Regions from separate parts of the Pan troglodytes genome. Here region 2 is linked to region 1. A link is a contact called in public HiChIP or PLAC-seq data. All regions are on one chromosome and are shown on one strand. The core of a region is the stretch at or near the end of the contact, and the rest is flanking DNA. Distances in the headings are between cores, read along the strand shown. Region 1 holds the start of TRIM45 (tripartite motif containing 45). Region 2 holds the start of MAN1A2 (mannosidase alpha class 1A member 2).

The links. HiChIP or PLAC-seq counts read pairs in DNA pulled down with a chosen protein or histone mark.
Region 2: a contact with region 1 is called in an H3K4me3 HiChIP or PLAC-seq map of stem cell-derived excitatory neurons, with 4 times the contacts expected there. The contact joins the promoter of MAN1A2 here to the promoter of TRIM45 in region 1. A contact is called at or near these places in 1 of 7 Hi-C or Micro-C datasets (stem cell-derived neural progenitor cells) and 1 of 1 datasets of contacts at active chromatin or transcription factors (stem cell-derived excitatory neurons).

The regions. Positions count from the first base shown.
Region 1 is chr1:114,346,103-114,352,168 of NHGRI_mPanTro3-v2.0_pri, reverse strand. TRIM45 (tripartite motif containing 45) reads left to right here and starts at 2,966. Exons shown (of 8, transcript XR_010152714.1): 1 at 2,966-3,652; 2 at 4,500-4,845.
Region 2 is chr1:114,592,219-114,598,343 of NHGRI_mPanTro3-v2.0_pri, reverse strand. MAN1A2 (mannosidase alpha class 1A member 2) reads right to left here and starts at 4,099. Exons shown (of 13, transcript XM_513685.8): 1 at 2,942-4,099. The coding sequence starts at 3,243.

The DNA.
Region 1 (6,066 bases), core at 1,717-4,216:
ATCACCATTGTCTCCTTCATCAATAACAGGTCTTTATTAAATGACTACTGTCTAGGTTGCCAAGATTTTCCATCTTAACAGAGAGAGTATACATGTATGTATGTGATATATATAGCGTGTAAATATATACACATATGTAAATATATACACATGCATATATATACACACATAATAAATAAAAACAATACCACAAGGTAGCACAAACTGCAAAGTGAATAAATACAGGCAAAACAGCATTAGGCTTGAATCTGGAGCCTTGAAATAAGAGAAAGCTTCAAGGGGGTAGTGTGAAGTAGGGCTTTCATAGAAGGAAGGGTAGTTTTAAATAATAAAGGAAGGAGCATGTTGCCGACAACTTGGCAAACACCAAGAAACGTGCTTGGCAATGTTTAGGGAATAACTAAACAAGCAGTTTTATGAATCTATTGAAGGATGCAGATATTATCCTACAAAAATGGGGAGCTACTGAAAGTTTTAGAATGAAGACTGACTTGTATCATGTTTTTATATGTTTTTACAATTAATTTGGAAGAACTGTGTAGATCAAAAAAAATAAAGGGCAGGGATAATTCAGACACTATTGTGATACTTAAGGTGAGGGTGATAAAGAGCTATAGCATCTTAAAAAGTGTATGCAGTGAGGTGTTGGCAGTGGGGATGGAAAGAAATCGGTGTCTGCCTGGATATGGAACAAGAGAAAGGAGGCCAGCAGCACTATTAGGTTTCATGCAGGAGGGAAAGGAGAATGATGATACTCTGGAGAGAATCAAATAGGAAAATTCAGAGAGTGCAGTTCAGTGAGCAAAGAAGTTCAGTGAAGTTTAAGCTATGTGGGACTTGGTGATAGGAACATATTTGAGTGCAGATTTAGAAATCTATGTCAAAAGCTCAGGGGAGACATCAGTACTGGAAGCGTTGGTCTGGGAATCATCCACATGAGGAAATGTAGACGCAAAGGTAGGAGATAAAGTGGAGGAAGGGGAACTAGTGAGGATGGAGGGTGTGAGAAGCAGCCCAAGAGATAGAAGGTTAGGAGAGTAGAGTATTTCAGAAGTCAAGGAGGAGGCAAGTTTTAAGGATGAGGAAGTACAAAAAATGGTAAATACTAAAGAGATTGCCTATTGAGAAAAGGCCAGCAATATGGTCACTCATGATCTACAAGAAAGTCTCAATAGGAAAGAGGGGAGGAATAAATCGGTGGTGATGGTTATAAAAAGATGATGAAAGCAGACAGTGAGACCACCCTTTTGAGAAATATAGCGGCGAGAACCACCACTATTAATACGTTGAAGGGGAGCTAGATCAAAAGACGATTTGCTTCCCCTTTCAGGACTTCATCAGAACTCTTGGCAGAAAAACTGACTGACTGAAACATAGGAATAAGGTTTTGAGGAAGCAGGAGAGGTTGGGATAAAAAACAAAAATCTTGAGGAACTAATCTTGGCACTAAAGAATGGCAGTCAGGAGAGGTAAGAGAGGAGGTGTGAGGAATCATGGATTTTTTAAGTAGAAAGGCGAGGCAGTTCTTCAGACAACCTTGTTTTTCTCATCAATGGAAGAGAATTAGCTGCAGCATGTGTGAGGGATTTGATGCTTAAGAAACTGAGAAAGGAAAGGTAGAGGTGGCCAGGCGCGGTGGCTCACGCCTGTAATCCCAGCGCTTTGGGAGGCCAAGGCGGGTGGATCACCTGAGGTCAGGAGTTCGAGAGGAGCCTGCCCAACATGGTGAAATCCAGTCTCTACTAAAAATACAAAAAATTAGCCAGGTGTGGTGGTGCATGCCTGTAATTCCAGCTACCTGGGAGGCTGAGGCAGGAGAATCGCTTGAACCCTGGAGGTGGAGGTTGCAGTGTGCCGAGATCCTGCCATTGCATTCCGGCCTAGGCAACAAGGGCAAAACTCAATCTCAAAAAAAGAAAAAAAAAAAAAAAAGGGAAAGGTAGAGGTAGCCCGGATATAATCTTAGATATGGCATCATAAGGTTGTGTTCAAGTTCCAGATATGTTAACTTGGGCTGGCCATCCAAGACCTGGCAAGACCTCTTTGAGGCCATTTCCTTACACTATTGTTAAGGGTTGAATGAGATACTGCTAAATGAGATATTGCACGTGTAAATTATAAAGTACTTCTGAAACAAGAGAAGCTTGAAACTACTACCACAAGAAATGTGATACAGCATGAACAAGAGATGAAGTAAAGCACAGCCAAGCAGCAGGGAGGGTAAAGGTGAAGTTCAAAGCAAGAATATACAGCAAACCCAAGTCCACACAGTTTTTGTGACTTCCTCCAGCCTACTGGAGAGGCGAATGCAGATTTTGAGAGTAGATGCAAGAAGGACAAAAGGCTGAAAAAAATCTAGGTAAGGACTATTTAAAAATCTTTGGAGATATGCTTAACATTTGGAAATTACTTGCACATTTTATATAAAGGTGGCATTTGACTCATTGGCGTGTTATATTTTGGAAATGGCCAAACATTTCGTTTTTATATTTTATAGTGGTTTTTTTTTTTTTTTTTCATATTTTGGGGTTAACTTTTTTTCAGATTCCATACTTTTAAAAGCTTAGGCTCCAGACACTATGCCTATAGCATGAAACAGATAATGAAGGAATCAAGTGAAACAGTCGCCCACTGGGTCCAAATTAAGTAGGGAAGGTCATGAACAAAGAAAGCAGTGAGGGCCCAGTAGACAAGCTGACGCAACTGGAGATAACAACAGGTGGAGGGGAAAGGAGCAGCTGTTTCCATTTTTGGAATTTTGGAGAATCAGGAGACGCCTGGTAAGGCCAGAGAAGGCGGCCGTGTAATTATAAAGTTAAAGGGGTCGGACGTGTTCATCTTCCCAATTAGTTTTGATCCCACAAAGGGCTTGTCCCTCATTGCCACCGTCCATTGTCTCATTGTGACCAGGCAGGAGCCCTCCGTGATTGACTGATAAAAACAGCGGGTCCAACTCGCTCAGCTCGTTTCTGTTACACAGGACTGTGGAATCCCGGGTGACATTCAACTCCTTAGGTCATCTGCACTCCCCCCGGACCGGAAAACAAAGCCTTCCCGAACCCGACAAGGAGGGTGGCGCTCCCTGGCCCGGCCGAAGTAAGCCCTCCATTCGACACCTCGGCTCCACGGTCTCCCGAACCGGTCCCCGTAACGCGAGCCTGAGATGCCCTCACCCCCGAAAAATACCCAAAGTCGGGGAGCCGCGGGAGTGCTTGTACCCAGCACGCTAGGCCTGAGGGACCTGTGAGCTACAGTAAGCGCCTGAGGACAGAGGGGAGCCTCGCAGCCTCAAACCCGCGTGGAGGAGAAACGTCTGGCGCCCCCGAGCGGCCGAGACCTCGGGAGCCCGAAAAACGTCTCCCACTCCCAGCGCAGAGCCAACTGACAGTGCCATCCACCAATGGGAGAACCCAGTCTGCGTTCGTGGGACGAGTCCGAGGGCAGAAAGAAGGCCGTCCCGGCGCCAAATCAGCGTGGCTTTTTAAGAGGTCCTGAGGCCTCTCTGGTCACCACAGAGAGAGGGACAGTCCCTGTGAAACGGTGACGCTGACTACATTATGCCGCCTCGCTCCGAGCCTTGGCCTTTTCCTCCCGCCGCACTCTAAGCCCTTCGGCCGCCCCGCCCACGGCCGTGTCAGGTCCCGCCCCCCGCGTGAGTGGACTGGCGAAGATGTGGAATTTCCAAAACTTATTGGATGCTTAGTGGCGTCACTCTGGAGGGCGGCGGGGCCCGGAGCGGCGAGGGCCGCCCCTCTCGGACGGTGATTGGACTCGCCGGAGTAGACCGGGCTGGGATTGGTGTGAGGAGGGGCCAGAACCGCGGGCGTCCCGGGCCGAGGCGCGGGGGAGGCGGTGGACACCGAGAAGCCCGCCGGCGGCTTGCAATTCCGTCACCCGGCGCGCGCCTTTCGCAGAGGGAAGGAGCAAGAGGGCCTCTACCTCATCGTGCGCGGGCGGGGTCGGCCCTTGTCGCGTGTGGCGCGCAGTGGGGCGGGCGGCGGGAGGGGGGTGGCAGTGGAGGGAGCGAGAGGTGCAGGGGTGACTTTGTTGGCAGCAGGACTAGCTGGAGAGCTAGACCTGGAAGCGCATCCGGGGAGGACTTGCGGGGCAGAGGAGGGCGTGGGCGTGTCTGGTATGGGATGCAGTGGAAAGGAGGGGGCCCTCCTGAGTAGATCTGTGGGTGATTCCTTCGAGGAAGCCTCGTCTTCCTGTCTGCCCTTTTATTTGTCAGCGAGGGAGTCCCCATGGTCTCTGTTCAAGTTCTGGAAACTTTCTCTTTGGGTGGGCTTAATCACCTGCTACTACATCGTAGAACTGCCCAGGGCCCTTTCTAATATTGGTCACAAACGTGAGGAGTATGTCAGAAAACAGAAAACCGCTGCTGGGCTTTGTAAGCAAACTCCCTAGTGGGACTGCACTTGGGAACTCAGCCAAGACTCACTGCCCCTTGTGCTTGGGGCTTTTCAAAGCCCCCAGGCTCTTGCCTTGTTTGCATACAGTTTGCACCACGTGTCTGGAGCAGCTGGAGCCCTTCTCAGTAGTGGACATCCGAGGGGGAGACTCTGACACAAGCTCTGAGGGGTCAATATTCCAGGAACTCAAGCCACGAAGTCTGCAGTCGCAGATCGGCATCCTTTGTCCGGTATGTGATGCTCAGGTGGACCTGCCCATGGGTGGAGTGAAGGCTTTAACCATAGACCACCTGGCCGTGAATGATGTGATGCCGGAGAGCCTACGTGGGGAAGGCCAGGGCCTGGTGTGTGACCTGTGCAACGACAGGGAAGTAGAGAAGAGGTGTCAGACCTGCAAAGCCAACCTCTGCCACTTCTGCTGCCAGGCTCATAGGTAAAGATGGGACACTCCATCAGGTGTAGCTTAAGAGCAGATTACAAAGAGGTGTCAAGACAAATCCCTCGGTGAGCAGATGAAAAGGAAAGCCTTCTCAAATACCGTGGAAGGTCAAAGAGCAATATAACAATGCAATAGCAAATACTCCAGTACAACAGTTAACCCTAATATAGTAGCCTAATATAGCAATAGCAATAAACCCTTTCAATTTACAAAGTGCAGCTACAGTTTCCTTCAGTCATTCGTGTAGTGAATAATTGTACTGGGTGCTGGAGAAACAGGAGAATGAATATAACAGCATAGATCCTGTTCTTGATCTCCTTCGATCTTGCAACTCTTACAGAAAAGCAGGCCCTGTTTTCGCCCCCATTTATTAATTGGGGAAACAAGCTCAGCAATATTATGTGATTTGCCAAGGTCCTACAGTTGGTAAGTGTGTAACAGAACAGAGTATTAAATCCAGATCATTTTGACTACATTCCAGTAACCCATGCTATGCTCCTAGAATAGGTGATGATGATTGGCCGGACCTCAGCTTTTGCTTTGTACCTTAGAGTTACTCTGGAGCTTGGTGAGATGGGCTGGTAGGTGTTAATTGGGGTGCAGACTATGTCTTTTATGGCATTTGGTGAACAGTTTGTCAGATGGATCACTTTTGTCCCTTCGTACTCTACCTTACCCCATCCTAGGACACCAGAATATAAAATGACCACAGTTTTAGGATTAGCCTAAAATAGATTTCGGGTTCTACTTCCATTTGTTTTGTGGCTACACTAACAGAACAAGTTTGTAGACTTCACTCTATTTTTAACTTGTAATTATGTGATAGTTCCTGCGACTGTCTTGCTGCCAGCCAAACCAGCTAACCCTATTTTCTCTGCAGCCACTCTTCTGGTGCCAGAATAGGCATATAAGCTTCAAATTGATATAATGCTAATGGAGGAACTCTGAACAGTCACCATGTTTTTCTAAGGATTTCCCTACATCTCTAGAGGGCTACTATAGGAAAGGAATTAGAAAGAGAGCTTTGATTCTACTAACCATTGGTTTCACACTTTCTTTTCTCTTTTTTTTTTTTCTGAGATGGAGTCTGGCTGTAGTCGCCCAGGCTGGAGTGCAACAACGCAATTTCCGCTCACTGCAACCTCCACCTCCTAGGTTCAAGCGATTCTCCTGCCTCAGCCTCCCCAGTAGCTGGGATTACAGGCACATGCCACC
Region 2 (6,125 bases), core at 2,850-5,349, 250 kb before region 1:
AAAGCACTGAGTACAACTTCATAACATTCATCACACCTCAAAAACAAAATTATTTATTTAATGCCCATCATCTCTCCCTAGATGGAAAGTTTCATAAAAGCAGGGCCTGCCACAGTAGGCATACATTTGTTGCCAACCAGTTTGGTTATAAAATGTTCCTTTAGACAATAAGATCCTAGTATACTTTTAAATATTAATCAAACTGTACCCAACTTTTCAGAAAATATACAGTATTTAAAGGAAAGTAGATTCCGAATAAAAATATTCCATTACAATTATAATCACTGATGATAATAATAGTTAACATTTATTGATCATTTACTAAATGCCAGGAACTATGTTGAGTGCTTTGCATGTACTATCTCTTTCAATAAAACAATCTGTAAAGTAGATACATGCCACTGTGATACAAAGGAAACAATATAGAGTTTTAAAATTTCTCAGTATCATAAATCTAATCAGTGGCAAGCTAGGGTATGAATCTATACAGTCTGACTCCAGAACTTAAACACCAAATTATTATACTAATCTATTAATAAAGAAATACTAACTAAACAAGTATCTCTTAACTACTGCAAGCAAGAAATGGTGACCATGACTTATTTTCCATTACTTATTAGTTAAAGTAACATTCCTCAGCCCTCTATCCTGTACCCTTACACACACACACACACACACTCTAAATGAAGATAAACTGTCAATTTGTTTCTTCTAAATTAGGTAAGTTCTGACCCATACCCAAAATACGTATGATCTTAGTACCAACTGTAAAAGTGCTATTTTTCTGAATTATTTTTAAATAAGTTAATGTTTATACATTTGATGTTTTCTGTTTCCACATTTTAAACATACACTTAATTTAAAAAGTATTTCCTTGCTCAAAGTAAAAGAAAGTTTATTACTACAGACTCTTTTCTGATATAGTAAACAACAGCAAATAATACGCTAAAGCAAATGTCAACTGATATAACCACAGAAATACAAAGAGATAACACAAGGATCCTTTGCCACCTGAACTCTCACTATTTGAATTCTCGTTTTCCAAAACTCAGGAACCGAACAGATTCCAAAAACTGCATTGGAATCTATCCAGACTCACATGTATCATTTGCTATCCAGACTCTTACTAGCCAAAACTCAGGGCATGGCTCACAAACCACCCCTGCTATCAGAACAATAACCAATCTCTCATTCCAAACTCAGGAACCCAATAGTTTCAGATAGCTAAATACATATGCATATATATCCAAGGGCTTTATAAATTTAAGAATTCTTGTTTAAACTATTTATACAGACTATTAAAAATGTGAAAAAAGGCACATATCTGTATTTTCATTCAAATTTCATATTTTAACTCCATTTACTGAGAATTTTTGTGTAAATGTTTTTAAACTAAAATGTGGTCATATTATTTTAAACTTTTAGACCATGCAAAATGTGTCTTTTAAACTGCTTAGTACATGACAGATACTATTAATAATAGAGCTAAGTAATGTTAATGTGTGGCTGCTGTGAAACAGCTCTAAAAACAGCCTTAACACATTTTTTCAATATATTTCATATGTTATACAAATACCATGGGAAATAAGATTTTCAAGGAAAACTACTTTCACCGTTAATTTTTCAGTAACATATTTCACAGATCATATTAGTGTTTTCTTAAAGTCACAACAAGCAAAGTGCAAAATTAAAGAAACAAATACAGGAGTACAGTAGTCGAAAATGGCAAAAATTCCAAATTAACTTAGTTACAAAAGAATGGCATGAAACAATATTAGAAGTAACTACTCCATAAAATTCATCCAAAAGTCAAAGAACCATCACACAAGTAATGAATTAACTAGGTTGAGAAAAAAAGAAAAACCAGTTCTCATAAAACAGTGCATTTTCCCAAATATTTAATGTAGGCTTACAAGTGAACCTAAGCTTTTTCGGTGCTTGACAAAAAGTTAAAACTATCATCAGATGGGAAATGAATTCAAGCACATGATTTTTTTTCCCACATACTCAAGAATTATTTTAAGAAACAAGGAAAAGATGGCAGGTTTAAGAAAAGTCAACTACTTTCCCAAACTCTTGAGTACAAATATAAAAATTATAAAAATTGTAACTAGAGCTCCCATTTTATCCTAGTTTGGCTATGCTCTCCCCAGAGCTCACTTTAGATTTAGTGATCTGAAAGAATGTGAACCCCTTAATCAACCAAATTCTAATAGTTGCTTGACACAGTCCATCTATTACATTAAAAGAGAGAGCAAAATTAAGTTTCACAAAAATAAATCTTGTCTACAAGCCTCACAAAGTGCAATAACTTAGGATTCAATACCTTTTAACTTAACTGATTTCATATAGAGCACCAACACACATCCCCAAAAAAAGAACAAAAATCAGGATATTTTCACGTTAAGAAATGACAGGTATATTCATTCTGCCCACGTTTGTCATCCTAAAAAGCTGATTCACTACTAAGCTTCAACTACAAGCCAGAAAACGAGAGCCCTCTGGGAGAGCAAACCCAAAAGAGCTGTCAAGGTTCTATGCTTCGATTTCACATGGTGGCACAATGACTGACTGCAACACGTTACTAATAAATGCAGGCACAGCTTATGTCACCATTTCTTTAGGTTAAGTTTTCATACCTCCCTTCCCAGATGTCCACATTAGACACAACTCTGAACGCAAATGTTTTTCTTATATAAAACCGAAGAGAAGAACGACTTAGGTAGGACTCCAGTCCTACCAGTCTATGGACTCTACCATAGACTGGAGGTAGAGTCCCTCCAGTCTATGGTTTTATTCAGCCAGTCTTGAAGTAACAATACAATATTTACGACTCGAAAAATTACATTTTACTGCAAGAAAAAAAAAAAGACAGATTCGATCCAATCACCGTACCTTGCTCTGCCAAATGTTAGTACCAGAACTTCTGAAATAAACAAACCTGTGTCTATGTTCATCGGGTCCATGGATCAGGAAGACTCCGGGGTTTTTAGCCCCTTTACCGGCATCTACATGTGGAATTAACACATCTTCTAAACCCAAATCAAAGCGTTTGTGTTTTGAAGAGTCTGGAAGGAAAAAGAATGCCCCAAAACACAGAGTGATGAAGGCACTAAGAATAAGGAGAAGAATAAACTTCTCAGAAAGTCTCAAGGTAGCCCTGTGATGTGGGAAGGAGGGCGGCCCCAGGTTCAGAGGTGGTATCCTACGTCCAGAGAGGGGCAGCAGGGCTGGGGTAGTCATCGTTTACGCTCTTGGAGAGAATACTTTAGAAAGTTCTCATCTTATGTCAAATGTAGAATACATTGAACTGTCTTCAAAATCTTGGCCGAAATGGGAAAACTCAATTTTGCTCCTCTTAAAGGACTGTTGTGCTTTTTAAGAGGGCACGTCATTCACGCCCATCCATTCCCACTCAGAAACGTGTGTGACCTCCCCCAAACGATCACAAGTTTAGGTCCTGCGATATCTTCTTTAACATCTGTACTTCATCGGATAATTACAAGCCTCCTCTTCATTCCTAGGGGTAGATCAGGCAAGCCACACTGCAGAAAAGCTGCAAGGTGGGTTCTTCCATTCCTGCACCTCAGTGAGATGCTCAAACGTAGTCTTCCGCCCCGAAAGGGAGACTGGCGACATCCGAGGAGTTGTAGAAGGTTCACTTGATCTCCTTCGACGCTTCTATTCCAGAATCTCTTAACCTTAGCGGTGGAAAAAATAAGGGTCTCCCACGGACGTCTGCAAACAGGGAGGAAGGTCTCCCACTTCGCTGGGAAGCCGAAGCAGCGGCGCTGGGCGAAGTAGCAGGAAGGAGTTCTCGGCCGCCCGCGCTTCCCGGCGCTGCCTGGCACGAACCTGGCGCCCGGCTGAGTCCCGCTGCTGCCCACTCGACGGCTGGCGCGAAGGGCAATCGCGTCCGAAACACCTGAGCCCGGCCAGCCGCCGCGGCCGCCGCCGCTGTTGCTACCGCACGGGTCTGTCAGGGAGCGGAACTTCCTCCTCCGGCGGCCACTGAGAAGCCCCGGCGTGTCCTGGGGGAGGGGAGGCGCGGCGGCCGCCCCCGCCGAGCTCCTCCTCCTCCTCCTCCTCCTCCTCCTTCTCCTCCTCTCCGCGGCCGGTTCAGTGAACCCCGGCGCCTGCTCCCCGAGCTAGGCCGCCGGCCGCAGTGGCCGAGCCCCCGCGCCTAAGAAGCCGAGCCGGGGCCCACGCTCCGAGAGCCCGGGGTAGGCGCCGGCTCATTCCTCACTCAGCCCTGGAGCTGCGGGAGGCCCTGGGCGCGCGGGAGCAGCCGCGCCTCGGGCGGGCAGAGGTCGGCCGCGTCTCCTTCCTGCCCGGCCGTGGGGGCCTCCTCCGCGCCGCCTCCGGTGGCTCGCAGCTGCTGGCTCTGGCGGCGGCTGCCAGAGAGGCAGCGCGCCCACGCCGCTCGGGGCTGCGGCCCGGTCCCCGTACCCTGCCTCCCCAGGCCTGGTGAGCGCAGCAGCTGCTGGGCCGACACCCGTTGGGCTCACGCCGGAGAGGAACCGGAGGGCGGGGGCGATGGGACCCGGGCCGGCCTACCGGCCCCGACTCGCGAGTGGGCGTCCCCGGGCGGCGGAGTGTGAGGTGCGCGCGCACGCTCCCGGCTCCGCTGCCGCCGCCCTTCCCCCACCCAGCCTGGCTGCCCGGGCTCCGGCCTCGCGCCGCTGCCGGCTCCAGCAGCCCGAAAGCGTACTGCTGCCGCCGCCGTCTGAGCGCGAAAGAAGAGAAGGTCGCCCATCTGCGCTGCCACGAGAACTTCACCGGTGCCCAGGGCCTTGCCACCGCCAGTTCGTGGGGTTGACCCAGCGTTTGGGCGAGAGGGAGCGAGGGGTTGGGTCGCGAAGGTTTCGCTGAAATGTAGTGTCACCGGAGTTAATGGCTTCTGATGGCTTAGGTTAACGTTTACTGTGATTCTGTGGAAGTCTTGTCTTCAGCGATAGACCGTCAGGCCCGAGGATTCAGCAACAGGGTCTCAAACTTCCATGCGGCAGCCCATGCTCACGTTGTTGGGCCCCCGAGGCTCGATTAATAGAGCACCAACATGTGCCATGTTACGTTTTTAAAATAAAGTGGTGATCCTGCTCCTTCAGCTGGGCTTCCTTTCAGAGGAATCTAGGTACCCCCGATATGACAGGCGTCTCTTCATTGTTCAGTTTCTGGGGCACGTTCTATCATCTTCACACACCTCATCAACCCCCTTCCCATAAAAGAAAATGGATGAATAAGGAGGTGCTGAAACCCGAAAAGGCGACAATATTGTTTACGTTCAGGCTTAAAAACAATCTGAATCAATTCTGTTCTCCGTAGTATTGAGGAGAGCCATGTTGTGATTAAGTGCAAAAGATTTCCTTGCAAGATACATAGACTCTTGCATCCGATTTACTTGCAGGTTGTTTTTGTTCTAATATTGTCATTCCCTGTACACATCCTTTACTGATGACTGGGAATTGGAGAGGAGGCCCTTAAATGTCAGGAGAGTAAGTCAACCTTAGCTTAAAAATCAAGCAGAAAAGTCTCATGTTCATTGGCACACTTGTAACTGCATTCCAGTCTCCCAGTCTGCATTATTTCTAGAAGCTCTGCATATCTAACTGCCTACCACATGACAAAAGTCATTGTCATTGATCCTGCTTCACCAAATAAAAAGTAAAAATATTGAGGGCCACCTCTCACCAGTTCACCCAGGGAGACTGGTAAGCAAGGAGTGCCCGGTCCCTAGTGAGATTTATGTTGAACATTTGTGAAGAGTAGATATAAGAAACTTTTAGCCTTCCCAATGCGTCTTTATAAAATGTGCCAAATTTAAGAATAAGTCTCTAATGTTGAGACTCCGTAAGCCAAAGTGGGGGGGGGGGGGGGGCGGTGGGGAGGCGGGGAAGAACACACTGTTTTCCTACTGTTGAGATCATTAGTTTCCATGAAAAGTTCAGGGGAAATAAATACTGAACTCTGAAGGAAATAGCAAGTTATATAAATCATGAAAAATAAATATTACCTAGGTTAACACTAGAGTTAACCACAAGAGATTTCAATCATGAAACCTGACATAACCTAGTTGACAAGTATAGCTTAAGCAAGTAAGACCTCATTGCTGATGGAGAAGACCC